4 separate regions of the Mus musculus genome follow, and all the other regions are linked to region 4. A link is a contact called in public capture Hi-C and promoter capture Hi-C data. All regions are on one chromosome and are shown on one strand. Each heading gives the region's core, a stretch centred on a gene start, on an enhancer-like site or on the middle of the called end of the contact. The rest is flanking DNA. Distances are from core to core; before and after follow the strand shown. Region 1 holds the start of Ddx6 (DEAD (Asp-Glu-Ala-Asp) box polypeptide 6). Region 2 holds the start of Fxyd2 (FXYD domain-containing ion transport regulator 2). Region 3 holds the start of Fxyd6 (FXYD domain-containing ion transport regulator 6). Region 4 holds the start of Mpzl3 (myelin protein zero-like 3).

Region 1 (2,700 bases), core at 143-2,642, 450 kb after region 4:
TAATTAGTACTGGTTATCTTTGCCTCAAACCAAGTATCCCAAATCCATAATTTAGAAGTCAAAAGATATCTCAAGTTAAATACATCAACTTGCTCACAAATGCTTCTATCACATTAAATTGTTTATTTGTTATCTCAATAGGTATTTTCTGTATTGACAGCATACGATCAACAGTATCAGGTCCGTCAAACAGGAAGGCTTACTGTTTGTACAGCACTAAGAGGATGAAGGGGGCAACCTCTGAATCCTAACCGACACCATCAGTACTGTCAATCAAGCACAGTAAAACCTCCTAGCGCCTTAAACCCAGAGACTTCGATAACTGCTCCCTCCAGAAACGGATACCTGCACTGCAGCTTTATGGCTCAGTGGGAAATTTTTCGTCCTACCCCTTCCCAATTTAGATTTGCAAGTTATATTCCTAAAACAAAACCACGAAGGAACATAAGACTTAGTTGGGAGGAGCCCCTGGCAGAGTTAATTACAGCAGGGCCCAGACCGTGGTTAGCAATTGACAGTTTTCACACCTAAAACAGTCCCATAAGCTCCAACAAGGGCTTTTGTTTGCAAATACAGGGCGATTTCTATACGCCTCAACAGGAAGTAGGAGTGATTGGGGTTCTTACGAAGGTAAAGGGGGGCTATGGCGAAGGGAAAACCCTAAGCCAAGAATCGGAGTCCGGTAACCGTAAGGCAATAATTCCTCGCCCCCTCCCCCAACTTCCCTCGCTTCAAACCCAGCTCCCTCGGATCAAAAAGCAAAAGGGTTTCTGCCCTGCAATCCTATCTGCGCCACAAGAGCCGGAACCAGCTCTGCGAGTGGGAAACAATAGGGACTCCCCCCCCTCAGAAGGCCCGGAAGAGAACCCCGAAACTGGACCGCCTCTCCTCCCCTCTTACGCCGCCGAGTCTCCCCCAAACCCTCTGTCCCCACCAACCTGCAAGGCCTACTTGCAAGCGAGCAGCCGCGGCTCCTCTCCCAGCCGAGTCCCCGGCCAGCACAGCCCTGCCACCCCCCGCAGGGCTGCCCTGCCTCGCACTCCCAACCTCACTCGGGTGTCCCGGCCGGTGTTCCGTCCCCGCTCCCGTCTACCGCACCGCTCGTCCAGAGCTCCCCGCCGCTCCTCCTCCATACCCCGCACACGCCACATTCCTCGGTTCCACTCCTCTCCGCCGCCCCCGCTCTTCTCAGCGGCCACCCGCCCGTCCTCCCGGGCCAGGCCTGGGCCTCGGGCTTCTGCCCGAAGGGGGCTCCCTGATACCCTCAGGATCCTGCCGACCCCGACCACGCCGCCTCACCCCACGCCCCGCGGCTCGGGCCCGAGTCCTACCACCGAGGCCACTCCCGCTCCGCACCCTCGGTCCTTTATTGTTGACTCGAAGCTCCCAAAATGGCGGCGGCTCCTTCCTCCTCGGAAACCTCCGCCCGCCCCCACCCGGCCCCTCGCCGCGACGCCCGCCGCCCCGCCCCGCCCCCGCCGCGACGCTCGCTGCCCGCGCAGCTCGCCGCCGCCGCCGCCGCCGCCACCCCGCACTACCTCGGCCGGCGCCCGCTGTGCCGGCGCCCCCGATGTCGCCGCCGCCGGGCTGAGCTGACTCTGCTGCTCTGCCCCCTCCCTCGCCCGCCGCCGTCGCCTCCCTCCCTCCTTCCCAGCCGCTCCGCATGGCGGCGGCCGCGGCTCCTCCTCCTCCACACAAGATGGCGAGAGCTCGGCCGCTGCAGCTGCAGCCGCCGCGGCGTCACGGCTTCCTGGGCGCGGCGGGCGAGGGTCGGGAGAGACCGGCCTTTGACGGGGCCGAGCTCAGGGAAACACGGGGTTGCTTTCGGGACGGAGGGACGGACGGATGGACGGACGGGCGAGAGGGCTTGCCTGCAGAGCTGACGAGACCGCTGGGGAAATGAATGGCGGTGGCCGAGGACTGTCGCCCTTGCCTTCGTTCGTCCCTTCGGAGCTGGGCTGACGGGTCCCGGGCCGGAGGGGACGTCTGCTGACTGCTGACCTCGGACACACTCGGAGGGCAGCCTGCGCGGGTCCGGAAGCTGAGCTGGGATGGCCGGGAGGACGCTGCGAGGCCAGGGCGTGCAGAAAAGTGGGGCCTTTGGGGCCGATGCTGTCTGAGAGGGAGCGGGAAGGGGCACCGGGGGAAGCAGTGAGCCGGGAGCGCGCCCTCGGTCGTGGGCTATCAAACCCGGAGTGCAGGCGAGGTGACCCTTTGCTCCTGCCCGCAGTGGCACTCTTCTAGAAAGAAGGGCGGATCGCCTCTACCAGTGAGGGCTCGCTGTGCAAATGGGAGACCCGTAGATTCTCCTGCCTGACCCTTACTGCAGATATTTGTGCGTTTGTTTCTATGATTCTCGGATCCTGATGTCTTATCCTTAACCTAGAAAGTCGTCTTGTTCCAAGCAAAACAAACTTTTTTGTTTGTTAAGTAAAAATCGAGCTGGGCCGGAGAAAGTTAAAAACTCGCGTCTTACGCTGCTGGAGGGCTGGAAATACTGACAGTGGTTAAACCCTTTGGGACAGTGCGATTCCTTACTAAACACCGACGTTAGGGAATCCTGGACAGTCAGTACTTAGTCACTGACTTGCAGCTTCCATATTTTTACCGCTGCTTCCAACTTGAGACCAATCAGAGAAAGCCAAATATGCTCTCTAAACCAATGACTCCCTGCTTCCAGCCCTCCTGCTTCTTAGCTAG
Region 2 (2,700 bases), core at 26-2,525, 350 kb before region 4:
AGGCTCCCTTTCAAGTGACATAGAGGAAGAAGACTTTTTCAGACCAAGCTGCCTGCCCCTGGCCCTGCCTCCTGTGGCTCCTTCACCCTGAAGGAAGCCGATATTCTGCTCTCTGCCAGCCTGAGCTCAGAGCACTTACCCTTGGATAGCTGGTAGTACAATGGCCAGCAAAGCTACAATCACACACACACACCACCCCCATTCCCCACTCCATGCCAGCTGTACTCTCTGCTGCCCTGCTGGAGCCCCTCTTGTCCGGGGCCTTTTCTAAAGGGATGAAAAAGTTAACAATTCCCAGGCAACTTTGAACTGTGCCCCTGTAGTGATCAGCCAGCCGCAGGGTCTGGTGAGTCCAGATCCCTCCAGTAGCCAGAGGGGGTCAGTGCTGGTGAACCTCAGGTATGGGTTGTTCAGAAAGGTCAAAATCTAAGGAGAAGCCACAGTGACCCAGGCTCTGCATCCATGCAGAAAGTCTTCCCACACTTCCGTCATGTTCAAGGTCAAATGGGGAGCTAGCATCAGCCTCAGCCAGATCCAAGACAGGACCCCAAACCCCACCCCACCCCCATTTCCCTTTCAGGAAGCATTTAATGAGTCCCTCTTCCACCAGTGTTCTAGGTCAGAAAACTCAACATCTATGGACCGGCAGGGGTCCTCTTGGGCTCCAGGCCTGAGTCTGTGGATTTCAAAACGCTGGGCTTTTCTTGTGACCCTAAGCCTTCTGGGGAAGGCTAAGCTAAAGGGCTGCTCCTCCCATCTCCAACCCCGGCAGCCCCTGACCACTTTGAAATCTTAGTTCTCCATCCAAGATGAGAAAGTCACACTGGGCAGGGCGTGGAAGGCTGAGGCAGGAAGAATGCAGTGAATTTTAGGTTATTCTGGGCTATATGAGTTCCAGGCCAACCTGGGCTACAGAACAACACCCTGTCACCCAGAACAAAGTCACATGTACACACACACGTACACACACACACACACACACACACACACACAAACACACAACACACATAAACACACACACTTCTGATGCTCCAACTTCTGCTATTCTGCTCTTTTTCTGTGGGGGTGGGGTTGAGGATCCCTTCTGAATGCTAATTTTCTAAGAGAGCCACTGGCTGGGGAACTCCAAGGAACAGGAGAGGGAAGGGGTCTAGCTGCCCACCAGAGCCAGTCCCAGGCAGAGTCCTGCCAGTCTCACCACTGTTCGCTGACAGATCTGATATTTCCCCAGCCATCGGGGCTTCTCCACGACGGTCTTCCTGTGGCCTCTACTATGGGGACAGTGTCTGCCGTGGCCAGGGCAGAGGTGGGGGGGCATTAAATATTAACAGTGTCAGGTAATATTTACCCCAGTCACAAGAAAGGCTGAGTGTCCCCAGAGGGGCTCTTGCTGACCCAGGCAAGGGGAGGTATGGGGGGAGCCAGAGGCAGGGAGGAGCTGCCTGAGGTCTCCAGCCCCTCCCAGAGGAAATTTCCAGAGAGCAGGGCTGGGATGGGCAGCAACAGTATTCTTCCATCAGCCGGGGAAGCCGCAGCTGGGAGTGAGATGAGGAAGTGAGAATTTCAAGATGCACTCTCGGTGAAGGGCACATGGGAAGTATAGATAGGGGTCCTGGGTCGGGATGGGGACTTCCAAGTCCCTTAGCCTCCAGAGCTTCCTGCAAGGCCCTGTGGATAGCACCGTGACAGCTTACATTCTCATGGGGCAGTCATGTCTCCCCGCCGTGTTCCTAAGGAGCCCGGCCTGGCTCCCTTCTTACCACAGTCCTGTGAATCTTGGGTCCCCAGCAGGATCAGCCTCAATAGCACTGCTGTCCCTGACAGCCTGTCCTGACTTGTTTTATTTATCCTGGTCCCGAGGCCACCACAGTTAGCCACTCACACCTCAGTCTGAAATCCTCCACCATCCCTGACTAATGTCCTATCCTGATGCCCAACACTCCCTCTTGCGGCTGTCACCATATGCTTATGACTCTTTCAGGAAGAAGCTCAGCTTGATCTTAGGGCTTACAAAGCATTTTCTAGCTGTTGTCTCCCTTTTGCTTTAGTTCCTCTCTTGACATGAGCTATCTGAGGTATGGAGAAGCTGAGGCCCAAGGTCAAACATCCAGTGAGAGTTGAAGACAAATAATGGCTATCCTTTGAGATCCAGGGCTCAAATGCTATGGCCATACCCACCCACCCACCCCCAGCCTGTCCTGCACTCACTGTAACCATCCCCTTGGTAACTATGGTGTGGATTCTGTAAGACCACAGTCTTCTTTGGGTTCCAGATGGTCGACTTGGCCTCCAAGAAGCTAATATCCAACACTAGCAGATGATATATAAATAGATACACAGGTGATAGGTAAACAAGAAATAGATGATAGATAGATAGATAGATAGATAGATAGATAGATAGATACATACATACATACATACATACATACATACATACCTGCATGCATACCTGCATGCATACAAGCTATATAAGTGATAGGTTGATGGAGAAATGATACCAAGATGGATAATAGATTTATGGATAGATGGATAGATGATAGATAGATAGATAGATAGATAGATAGATAGATAGATAGATAGATAGAGATAGATGGATGAGTGCATGCATAATACATATATATACACATACATAGCTACATACATACAGGCATACATATATACATATGCGCATGCATACATACAAACTACATAGAGGATAGC
Region 3 (2,700 bases), core at 180-2,679, 320 kb before region 4:
AGGGTGTCCTCCTTTAAAAAGCAAAGGGTAACCAGTATCTAAGCAACCATATTGGGGGGAGGGGAGGCAATTGGAGGTGAGGAATGGGCAGAAATCTGAGGGAGGTTGAACTGGAGGGGTTTCCATGGCAACCATGAGACAGGTCACGTGCAAAAGGCCAAGTTGGAAAACAGATACACACATTCATACATCTACAATATGAGGGCAGTCAGAACACTAGTGCCAAGGGTCCTTGAGAGGGCTGAGATGCCCACTGGTCCCACTACAAAGGTAGAAATCCCAATTCCAGTAGCGCGGGAAGACAGGTTAGACAAAGGAAATAAAGACAGAGGGTACATTGATGGAGCCAAGCCTCCAGGCATCACAACCTCTGGGTCTGGAGGTTGGTGGCAGCTTGGGTGGGCCGGTATTTCCAACCTGACTGCTCCTAGGAGCAGACGCCCAGAGACCCAGTCTCTCAACCAACTCTACAGAAAAGCCCTGGGCAGACATAAAGCGGGGAGGCTCCGCCAGGGCCAGCCCCGGTTGGGAACGATGGAGATAGGGTACTAGCAGCCCTGGAAAGAAAATCGAGCTGGACAGACCAAAAGAAGGCAATGCAGTCAGATGAATCCCCTCATCCTCGAACCCCAACGCCGTCTACAGGGCCTCTTCGCCACTCCCGGAGCCCACGCCCACACCCCACAAGCACCAAGCCAGCAAATTTCCATTTTGTGTGGCCCATGTGTCCACATTCACATTCCTTCATTCCCGGGTCCTCGCATCTCCATTCCCCGCAGGGTCTCCCGCTTCCGAGTAACAAAGGGAAGCTCCCCTGCTAAAGGGTCCTCTATCCTTCTGGAGCTCCTGATGCAAGCTCAGGGCAGCCTCAAAAGCATTTTCCAGCCACCAGCATCGCCCACCGCCATTGCCTGCAACCCCATCCCGGTATCCTTAGCTTTTGGAAGCTCATCTACTTGTTTACATCTCCAAATCCATTTCCCGCCGCCCAGGCAGGGACCTGGGCACACACCCACTGAAACAAACAAGACTCGGAGGAACCTGGCGCTAGAGTGACGGATCCCCACCCAAGCCTCCTCCACTCGGAAGAAGGTGCCAACTTTGCCCACCTCCCTTGCTGCTCACCTAGGCGTTGGGTCCCCTCCGAGCGGATCCCAGAAGGACTAGCAGAGTCCAAGCAGCCGGGAGTGGCGCGCTGGGGGCAGGGCGGTGGGCGCGGCTTGCAGCTTTCCCGCCTCCCAGAGGGGGCTGACTGGTTGGCCTCCCCGGTCGCCCTCGTCCACTGGCTTCTGGGTCCCCTTGCAGACCCCTGTGATGTCGCCCGCGCCCTTCTCTCTGCGAGCTCTTCGCAAAGGGAAGTGAGGCTTGAAGAAGCAACAGGAGACGCGCGGAGGAGGCGCCCAGCGCCGGAGCGGATTTGCCAGCAGCTGTTGCTTTTTGATTCTCCCCCCCTTTGGTGAGGGTAGGAAATGAGCCAGACCAACACCGTGACAGGGCTGGTGTTTTTCGGAAATAGGAAAATCAGGGGAGAAAGGCAGAAAAATAGGAAACAACGGAGCATCAGCCACCTGCAACCTGCGTTCATTGGCTGTGTTCGCAATTAGCATGAATGGGAGCCAGAGTTAGGTGGAGTGTTGTTTGCAAATAGAGCTGGTGGGCTGTGGGGACAAGACCCTCACATGAACCAGGGTTTTGCTGCCCAGAAGCCCGTTTTCAAGACACCCATCTCCATCCCTAACTCCGGAAGGCTTTAAGAGTAGCTCTCCCCAGCCTAGTCACTAAGAGTCAAAATTCGAGGTGACAAATTAATTTAAAGATTTACATCCTAGCTCTGCAATCCTACCTGTAGCATCAGTATGAACACTCATATATGGAGTGTTCCTTTCCCTAATCTAGGAAAGGGAGGTGAGACTAACTCCCAGCAAGGGTTCCATTGACTAACTCTAAGTAATGATAGAAGAGCTTGCAAGAATGGACAGAGGTCACCCCACCCCACCCCACCACCCCCAGCAGGTTGGTATCCAGGAAGCTCTGTAGTGGGGAAGGCTGTTCTAATTAGCCAACTGAAGGGATGCTGTAGGGAGGCTGGCCTACCCTGTGCTGAAGCATTGAGGAGAGCAGCTGGCATCAGCCAATTCTAGGTCTTATCACGAGGCTTTCCTGACAACCCCTACCCCAGAAATAATGGGCTCTACTAGCAAGAGCCCAGCCCTGCCTCTCCAGCACCACAGCACCAGGACAGTTACTCATTTGTGAAGAAGAAGAAGGAAGAGGAGGAGGAGGAGGAGGAGGAGGAGGAGGAGAACAACTCTTTTAATCCCAACACTTGGGAGGCAGAGACAGGTGAATCTCTGGATTTGAGGCCAGTCTGGTCTAAAGAGAGAGTTCTAGGACAGCCAGGGATACATAGAGAAATCTTGTTTCAGGGCATGAAAATCTTCCCTTTTCAGAGGAAAAGGAAGAAGAGTTGAAAGAGGAAGAAGAGGAAGCAAACAAACAAACTTGATAATTCTGTGGCCTTTCAGCTTGGTTGAATCACTTTAACAAATGGTCCAGTCTCAAAGGCCAAGGCAAAAAAACAGATGGGAAGTCAAGGTTGCCCTAGAACTGGCAGAGAAGCCATCAATGGCTACCAGGAAGAAACTGGGTTACCTTGCTTAAGGGGAGTCTGTAGAGGATAGTTTGACCCCTTAAGCATAG
Region 4 (2,716 bases), core at 11-2,510:
ATATATATGAGTTTATATGAGGTGACAGTAGGCCTGGCTCTGTTGTAAAAAGAACTCAGAGGGAAAACTGGACATTTATGATGACATAGGTAGCTGGGAGGGATCAGGGAGTGTGCTGGCAACATGCAGATTAGTCACCAGATAAACAAAAACCTCCTCATCTTACCTGATGAGACTCAGCCACCTAATACTTACACAATATTAAAGACCCCTTTCAGAAATGTCCATTATTTTCAGAGAAATGCTACAATACAACAATTCATTCTAATGCTAGCTATACCAGTATTCCATTTCTTAGGAAGACACACACACACACACACACACACTAATCAAGAGAATATTCGCATTTCAAAATGAAGCTAATTAGTTTGGATTGAAATTTAGAAATTGGAATAGCATGAAAGTAAAATTATCCAAACCTTACAATAGTGTCATTATGGCAACACTGTACTGACAATAGTTAAAAGATTCAAGTTTCAGAAGAATGGCTATGACTTTTCTTATACTTCAGAATGTTTAGAAAGTCCTAAGGTGCCTTTTCTTCAGCAATATGCCTGCTATAAGAAAAATCACACTATAACTCTTGTCTAAAATGTTTTATTTAAAAGCCCCTGAAATAAAATCACTAAGTCATGATTTTCCTTTTTTCCTCTTCTTCTTCTTTCTTCCTTTCTTTTCTTTTTTTTTTTTTTTTTCCTTTTTTTCCCTAGCCCTGATTGTGTCTCTCAAAATAACTGGAACACGAATTGCCCGGTTTCCGACCAGGGTGTAACAGCAACTCAGAACCCTGGCAGACAAGCACAGAGAATCTCACAAGAGCAGTGAGTGTCCGCCAAGCCTGTGCTCGCTGTGGTTTCGTCAAGGCATCATCAAGGCGGTGTCAAGTCTCACAAGGTGGTCGGGCTCTGAGAGCTGAGGGGAACCAACTCTCCGCAGTGGGAGGTGCTAGCCGGGAAAGAAAACCATCCCACACCCCCTCCTTCCCTTCCTTCCTTCCTTCCTTCGCAGAAGCCGAGCGGGGGCTTTTCTGAGACCCCCCAACCCGGAACCGGAAAAGCGACCATCTTTCCTGACCCCCCCGCCCCCTGCCGGAAGTGGAGTCCAGCCAGCTGGCGCACTCACCCTGGACGACTAGGATGCTCAGCAGTGGAAAGAGAGCGCAGCCACGGCCTCCTACTGTTCCTCTTGCCAGCTGCATCCCGACAGCTCTTCCGATACTTACACACCCTCTTTACGCCTCCCGGGGACCATGCAGGTGGTGCCGGAAGTGACGTCATGTCGGGAGTCACCTTTGAAAGAGCCGTCCCGGACCCAACCTCAATCAGGGACAAGGATTGTTACTAGAATCGTACCCGGTTACCCTCATCAGCGGTTCTTTGACTCTCAGGAGGATCTGATTGCGCTCTTCTGCTTCAGATTGGCTACAGACTGAAAAAACAGTTCTATTTTTATGGAATTCCAGGGAACCAGGCTCGATCCTCCGACTGTAATCCAGAAGTTATCTCTCTAGAATATCTAAGTTGAACCCTCACAAAAGATTCTCATACATTTGAAGTTCAGGAAAACGTAGGCGACCATCCAAGATCAGAATAAATATATCTTTTTTGGGTCCTTTGGTAAATACGTGCAAGCGTCGTCATTTGTGTACCTTTTAATGTAGCCATTACATCATTCAGAATTGGATGTTTATTAAATTACTGCAGTGACAGTGATGATGAAATCATTACAGTGTGTATTAAAGGAGAGGAGGAACTTGGGTTTGTGTATCTTTGCATTTTAAAAGTAAGGATATCATTATCACGGTACTTGACGTGGAATGAGACAGTCTAACATGCTCTGAAAGAAAGGGTGGAAAGGACCCCGCTTTACTGGTGTAATCACTCAATTCTCCTGGACCCGCCATGGTTAATGAAAGTAAAAGGGAATAAAAAGCCTCAGCTTTTGGAAATATTTCATAGCTGACATTTTCCATTGGCATACTTTACTAGACTTGGAAGCCGGTAGTTTTTTCTATGAGAAGAATCAAGAGTAGAAAAACAAATATCCTTGTTTCTAAAGTTCCCAAACTAAGTCAGGTAGGATGGCAAAAGCCTGTAAATCCAAGATCTGCAAGACTGGGGCAGAAGAACTAAGGACAACCTGGACTTCAGTCGTAAGACTCAGATTAGGGTTAGGTCCAAGAAATGAGTCTTCCAAATGTGTGCTATCATTTTGCCCATTTCCCAGTCCTCCAAAGCAATATGTGAAGCCTATAGAAATATAAAACTACTAGAAATTAATTTCATCAATTAATGATTGCTCTGCGTGTCTAACTCTACTATCTACCAAGAAAACTTGAGCAAAGTTAAACATCTTCCCTTGTTTTCCATTAACTGCTGTTGTGAATTTTGCAGATTTGTTTGTAAGCAAATAATAAAAATCATAGTTCTTTATTACTAAGGGTTTATTTACACAGTGATTCATGCATAATAAAAAATAAGTTACAGTACAAAAGTACTCTTAGGAAGGAGACACTGAACAAGAACCTGATATCCCATGAGTATTCAAACAAGACACAAGCTGCAAGTTCCCTGGAGACATTCTCTGTGAGTTTTTAACTACTTCATTACAAATATGAAATATACACAGGCCATCTGTTTAAAGAAATATCCAGTTGTTATATTCACAAGAGAAAATATAGCTCTAACTTGTAGCTTCAAAACTAGGTATCAAAATT

What was found. Promoter capture Hi-C pulls out the DNA fragments that hold promoters and counts their contacts. Capture Hi-C pulls out chosen DNA fragments and counts their contacts.
Region 1: a promoter capture Hi-C map of liver shows a contact between it and region 4. The contact joins the promoter of Ddx6 here to the promoter of Mpzl3 in region 4. A contact is called at or near these places in 3 of 115 datasets of contacts at active chromatin or transcription factors (effector CD8 T cells, embryonic stem cells and pancreatic cancer cells) and 1 of 9 other capture datasets (liver).
Region 2: a promoter capture Hi-C map of macrophages shows a contact between it and region 4, with 5 read pairs. The contact joins the promoter of Fxyd2 here to the promoter of Mpzl3 in region 4. A contact is called at or near these places in 5 of 39 promoter capture datasets (the C10 cell line, the HPC-7 cell line, hippocampal neurons and 2 more), 1 of 15 datasets of contacts at CTCF or cohesin (the NIH/3T3 cell line), 1 of 484 Hi-C or Micro-C datasets (bone marrow-derived macrophages), 3 of 115 datasets of contacts at active chromatin or transcription factors (T-cell acute lymphoblastic leukemia, embryonic stem cells and large pre-B cells) and 4 of 9 other capture datasets (adipose tissue, liver, macrophages and 1 more).
Region 3: a contact with region 4 is called in a capture Hi-C map of macrophages, with 4 times the contacts expected there. The contact joins the promoter of Fxyd6 here to the promoter of Mpzl3 in region 4. A contact is called at or near these places in 3 of 39 promoter capture datasets (hippocampal neurons, liver and macrophages), 1 of 15 datasets of contacts at CTCF or cohesin (pro-B cells), 1 of 115 datasets of contacts at active chromatin or transcription factors (large pre-B cells) and 3 of 9 other capture datasets (adipose tissue, liver and macrophages).

Annotation. Positions count from the first base shown.
Region 1 is chr9:44,603,584-44,606,283 of GRCm38.p6, reverse strand. Ddx6 (DEAD (Asp-Glu-Ala-Asp) box polypeptide 6) reads right to left here and starts at 1,392. Exons shown (of 14, transcript NM_181324.3): 1 at 1,332-1,392.
Region 2 is chr9:45,404,665-45,407,364 of GRCm38.p6, reverse strand. Fxyd2 (FXYD domain-containing ion transport regulator 2) reads right to left here and starts at 1,275. Exons shown (of 6, transcript NM_007503.4): 1 at 1,199-1,275. The coding sequence starts at 1,235.
Region 3 is chr9:45,368,914-45,371,613 of GRCm38.p6, reverse strand. Fxyd6 (FXYD domain-containing ion transport regulator 6) reads right to left here and starts at 1,429. Exons shown (of 8, transcript NM_022004.6): 1 at 1,126-1,429.
Region 4 is chr9:45,053,725-45,056,440 of GRCm38.p6, reverse strand. It overlaps Mpzl3 (myelin protein zero-like 3), which reads right to left and starts at 1,260. Exons shown (of 6, transcript NM_001093749.3): 1 at 1,123-1,260. The coding sequence starts at 1,198. It overlaps Mpzl2 (myelin protein zero-like 2), which reads right to left. Exons shown (of 6, transcript NM_007962.4): 6 at 2,398-2,716.